Linked DNA regions of Sus scrofa: region 1 is linked to region 2. The links are chromatin contacts, called in public Hi-C maps. All regions are on one chromosome and are shown on one strand. The core of a region is the stretch at or near the end of the contact, and the rest is flanking DNA. Distances in the headings are between cores, read along the strand shown.

The links. A called contact is a pair of places that touch in the nucleus more often than the background predicts.
Region 1: a contact with region 2 is called in a Hi-C map of embryonic fibroblasts, with 3 times the contacts expected there. The contact joins the promoter of COTL1 here to the enhancer-like site in region 2. A contact is called at or near these places in 4 of 5 promoter capture datasets (fetal liver, fetal skeletal muscle and liver) and 16 of 47 Hi-C or Micro-C datasets (alveolar macrophages, blood, embryonic fibroblasts and 10 more).

The regions. Positions count from the first base shown.
Region 1 is chr6:4,098,052-4,100,838 of Sscrofa11.1, forward strand. COTL1 (coactosin-like protein) reads left to right here and starts at 1,290. Exons shown (of 4, transcript XM_003361733.4): 1 at 1,290-1,632; 2 at 1,895-1,977. The coding sequence starts at 1,556.
Region 2 is chr6:3,963,778-3,966,477 of Sscrofa11.1, forward strand. No RefSeq gene overlaps it. Among named protein-coding and RNA genes, the nearest start is that of CRISPLD2, 21 kb to the left of the region's middle. Within about 2 kb of position 1,329, at least 9 of the 83 cell types and tissues checked have an H3K27ac peak or open chromatin away from gene starts, as enhancers often do. A contact at or near this core is called in embryonic fibroblasts, where this site is marked.

The DNA of each region.
Region 1 (2,787 bases), core at 40-2,539, 130 kb after region 2:
CACAGCAACGCCAGATCCGAGCCGCGTCTGCAACCTACACCACAGCTCACAGCAACGCCGGATCTTAACCCACTGAGCAAGGGCAGGGATCGAACCTGCAACCTCATGGTTCCTAGTCGGATTCGTTAACCACTGCGCCACCACGGGAACTCCTGCCATTGAGAGTTTTATTAGTTAGATGTTGTCCCTGACCTTCTGGGTTTCTATCTAGGAATTACTTTAATGAATAACCAACAATGGTGACCTTTTGTTGAATGTCCAATATGTTTGTTTACAAATATCCCTTCCACTAAACCATAAAACAAACCTATGATATTAGTAGTATTATTCCATTGGAGGAGAGTAATCAGGCAGTTCACAGGCTTGTCCAAGGGCCCAGTGTTAAAAAGAGGCAGTGGTGGATGCAGTTTAAGAGGCGGGCTTTTTTACCTGCCTCGACCCTATAACTGGTCTTTATGGCGTGACTGCAAGAGGGAATGAATGAGTGAGTCAGTGAGGGAAGGAAGAAGGCAGAATGAGTCAGCTCCTGCACCCACAGGGGAGATAAGAGGTGAATGCAAATAACCAGCACACAAAGTAAACAGTGATCCCACCAGCGTTTTGGAAGCAGTCCATCTTTCTATCCCCTCCTGTTTAAGATGCTTAATTCTCTCCAATTCCTTCCTACCTAGAAACCGCGGAGCCAAACCCTGGGGGTAGGAGCAGTCTCCTAGGGTTGGATGCGTGAAGTCACCCCCTTGGAGGTCCCCTGTGGAGCTCTGTAGCCCAGCAGGCAGGGTGTGTGTGGGGGGCGGGGAGGAGAGCGATGGAGGGAGGGAGGTTGGAGGGGGATGCAAGGTGGGAGAGGGAAGGGAGGAGGGGGGAATAGAGGAGGCAGAAAGGGTTGTTGCGGCGGGGGGATAAGGAGGAGGGGGGCTGGAGGAGGAGAGAAGGGCCAGGAGGAGAGGTGGGAATAGACGGTAGGGAGAAGGGGAGAACTGGGAGGAACGAGGCCTTTGGTGGGGGAGAGGGGGAGGAAGGGAAAGGAGAAAGAGGGCTGCGGGAGAAGATGGGGGAGGGCTTGGGAAGGAGTTGGGGGAGTAGGGGAAGGAGGAGAGGGTTCAGGAAGAGAGAGAAGACGGAGACAGGGAGGGGAAGGGGAGGGGGAGGAGGGAGGAAAAAGCCCCTTCTCCAGCCCCCACCGCAGAGTTGCGCAACCCACCCGGGCCGGGATTGGCCGCCGGCGAGTAAAGACGCCCCGCCCCCGGGGCCCTACGGCCAATAGCGAGAGGGGGCCGGGCGAGATGCGTCCCAGGAGGCCAATGGCCGGAGGGGGCGGGGCGGCGCGGCCTGCATCTGGCCCGCGTTCCCTGCGCACTCCGTGCCACCGCCGCGCTCGGAGCTCGGAGCTCGGAGCTCGCAGCTCGCTTCGCCCTGCGCCTCTGTCGCCGCCGCCGCTGCCACCGCCACCCGCACACCCTTGGCGCGTCCACGCACCGCTCCGCTCCTTGCAGCCGGCACAGAGTGCGCTTATCGCTCGTTCAGGGCAGCGTGTCCCCGTTGCAGCCCCTCGGCGATGGCCACCAAGATCGACAAAGAGGCTTGCCGGACGGCGTATAACCTGGTGCGCGACGACAGCTCGGCCGTCATCTGGTGAGGAACTTTCCATTGCTCTCCAAGCCCCGCTCCCCGAGCTCGCGAGGGGCCGGGGGCACTGAGCCGTCTTCCAGACCGGACGGATTAAGGGTCATCCCGTGCTGTCTTCCCGCAGCCTTAACCCAGGACAGCGTGGAAAGCCAGCGCTGGCTTCTCCCTAGCCAGAGCATCTTTTAGATTGTCCTGCTGGAAGCTCGGCACCATGCCGCTACCAACGTTGATGTGTGTGTGTGTGTTTTTCTCTTCTCCCAATCCAAAGGGTGACTTTTAAATACGACGGCTCCACCATCGTCCCCGGCGAGCAGGGAGCGGAATATCAGGACTTCATCCAACAATGCACAGGTAGGGAGAAGCGCCTTCTAGGGGAGTTCCCCATCTTTGGAGAAACTGTCAATGCCAGGGAGAAGCGGCAGAGGCCAAAGGCGCCCCTGGCTTAGTGGAACCAGATAAGAGCGTTTTAAAGCCTCATAAAAACCTCTCCCGTCTGGGCATCCGGAGCCGTCGGAGGTGACCACACAGTACCCTTTCTAGGCACGACGGCTCCTTTACCCCCTGTGAGTCACTAGTTTTCCAGCACCAGCTCACGCGGTTTCAAACTCCAGCCCTCTCCACTTTACCCTTTCTTAGGTCAGCAAGCCCAAATAAAAACAATCCTGGAGTTTATTGCAGGAGAAGGAAACTCTCAGCGGCCCCCGCCCCCCACAATCATTGTCCTTGTGCTGGTGATATGTGCTTATTTGTAGAGCCAAGTATGAAAGAGTACACCCCGTGTGATCCCATTTATATGAAATGATAGAAAAGGCAAAGCTAATCTGTGGTGTGAAAAGTGTGAAAAGTGGTCACGCTTGGGGGTGGGTAGCCGCTCCCTGGGAGCGGGCATGCGGAAGGTGGGGGTGGGTTCGGGTGGGGTTGGAAATGTTCCATATTTTTATCTGGGAGGTGGTCACACAGGTGTGTACCTATTTAAGAAATCGTCCAGCAAAATGCTTAAGATCTGTAAACTTTGGGCCCTTCCCTGGGGTGTGTGGAACCATGAAGAGGAAAGAAGCCGTGGCTCTATGACCACATCCCCTTCCCCCCTTCCCTGGAAGCTAAAGTCATTGGTAATGGGGCTCTTTAAAGCTGGGGTTGGACAATGGGCTCTTGAATGGT
Region 2 (2,700 bases), core at 79-2,578:
AGTGTGGGGGAGGGCACATGAAAACACACGGTTGCAAGGGTCCTGCGTTTTCCTGGAGTCATTCAAGATTAAGTAGGTTGCGACCAGTTAAAGATGGACACTGAAACCCCCCGAACAACTGCTGAAAAGGCTGGTGTTTTCCAGAGGCTGGGGGAAAACTCCTAAAACATATTAAGCAAAAACAGAGAAAAAGTATCAAAAGTACAACCTAAACATACGTGTGTGTGTGTATGTATATACACAAACATATACACATATGCGTGTGTGTGTCTATGTGTGCGTGAGGGTGTGTGTGTGTGTGTATATACACACACATACATTTTAGGGCCATCCCTGCAGCACATGGAGGGTCCCAGGCTAAGGGTCCAATCGGAGCTACCGCTGCCGGCCTACACCACAGCCACAGCAACGCGGGATCCGAGCCACCTCAGGGCAACGCAGGATCCTTAACCCACTGAGCGAGGCCCAGGATTGAACCCACATGTTGCTACTTTTCTATTAACTGAGAACAAGCCACCAGGTCCACCTCAGCCACCCGGTCCGTCTGTGCAGGGACGGCAGGGATGAAGTGCTGCTGGCCCGATGGGGTCCTGCGGTGGCCCCCTGGTGGGCTGTTTGTGAAGTTTACCAAAATGATCCGGAGTCGGGCCCCCAGGTCCCGGCAAGAAGGGCGGGGGCTCGGCCCTCTCTGACTCAGTCCCTCGGGGGCCGGGATGGCACAGGTCAGCAGAAGGGACAGTTACGAAGCTCCCATGAGTGGCAGGACCTGCAGAAGCAGCCAGCTCTGGCGGGAAGTGGCTCTCTACGCAGGAAGACGCCTAGGCTTCCCGGAATTTTTAATCAAAACAAAACGCCAGCAAGTACAAACGTTTCAAGGGTAACTCGTCTTTTACTAACACTTCCCACCAGTAACGAGAGGTTAATGATCCGGCCTCTTTACGAGGCTTCTGGGAAGAAGGTTTGCTGACTCGGGCTGACCTGCTGGTTAGGCATCAGGAAGTTGTGATCGGCAGAAGGCTGACATTCCCGAAGTCCATCCTCGAAAGAAGAGCCAGCCTGCCCCCTGTGTTCACGTAGAAGCTGCTGCCTTTGGAATTTTATTTTTCAGTGTATCCTGGCTAAGAGGAACCATAAAAATGGGTCTGCGTTTCAATCCCTGCCACAGCACTTCCTTGCTGTGTGCCCCGGGGAAAGTCACTTGCCTTCTCTGGGCCTTACTCCCCACATCATGAGGAGAGTAAGCGTGATCTACCTCACAGGCTGCCATGGAGATAAATGAGAGGATTACAAAGGGCTTAGTAAGTGAAGTACATAATGGCCCGGGTGCATTAAGGGCTTAGAAGCGGTAGTTCTCACGAGCCCTATTTCAAATACAGACTCTTGGCCGTGTGCACTCGACCCAAGATGAGTCATGTTCCCTAAATGAGTCACGATCTGTTAGCCGCGACCCCAAGCACCCTCCAGCGCTGCCACAGCCTGGCCCCAAGAGGCAGGAGACCAGGCGGCACCCTCATTCTGCCGCACGTGGCTTCTCTGTGCCTCCATTTGTCCATTTGTGACCTGAGAGACTCGGCCAGCTCCTTGGTCAGCTCCACTCTTCCGAAGGAGAGCAGCAGATTCAGCTCAACACGCAAACGTGGGATGGAGATGGGCGCGCACACCCAGGGAGGCCAAATCAGAGTGGACCTCACACCACTGCAGAGGAAAGCGGTCTCGAAGCTTCCAACTGATGACCTCCGGGTCCCTGTGATGCCAGGAGGCACCGAGTGTCTGACGCCCACCCCCGGCTGCCTCGGGCTCCCACGTAGATGATTGTTATCAAAGACGAAACCGTGGATGCCTGGTTCTGACAAGATGGACCGGCACTGTCCTTCCCGGCTCTCCCGTGAAATCAACCCAGAAGTACATGCAGGCAGACAGGCTGGAGGAGTCAGAAGGCAAAGCCTCCTGGCCAGGTGGCGGGTCTCCCTGGCTGTCCCCGGAGGTCCTGGCCTGAGCTCACAGGCAGCTGGAAGGGAACCCCCACCTGGCGGGGCAGAGAGGGCTCCAAGGGAACCCCTCTGTTTCCACTCTGAGCAACACCACAGGGAGTCTGAGAGTCAGAGTGGGGGACAGCCTGGGTTATCTCCCCTTGGTAAGTTTTTCCTACTGTCTCCTATCACAGCCGCCAAGCAGTCTGCAGCGGGGGTGGGGGTGGGGGGGGGGGGGAAGCAGGCACTTAGAACCACAAAGATGGAAAAACTTCCCTCTAAGCAGAAAAACGGCGGTTCCAAGAACGTGGGGGCCTCCCCAAAGCATCTCCCTCACTCAGCCCTCTTGCCACTTGGTCCTGGCGGCAGATGGGGCAGGAAGAGCTCGCAGGGCAAGGAATCAGAGCCCAGGCTCTCCGGCCATGGGAGGTGGAGAGGCGATTCTGGGTAGGGGAGGTGGGAAGAGGAGGGAACTGGAGAAAGCGCCCCACCAAGTGGTATAGGAGCTCCCAGGCTCATCTCCATGCTGCTCAAGAGAGATTGGAAAATGTATTGAACCGAAAGTGAAAATACAAAGTATCAAATTTGGTAGGATGCAGCTAAGCCCATGCTTGGAGGGAAATTTATAGCATTAGAAAAAATTAGGGCAAAAATTAGAAAGCTCTCAAATCCACAATTTAAGCTCTCACCTGAAGAAAAAGGGAAAACAAGAGTAAAGTAAACCCAAAGC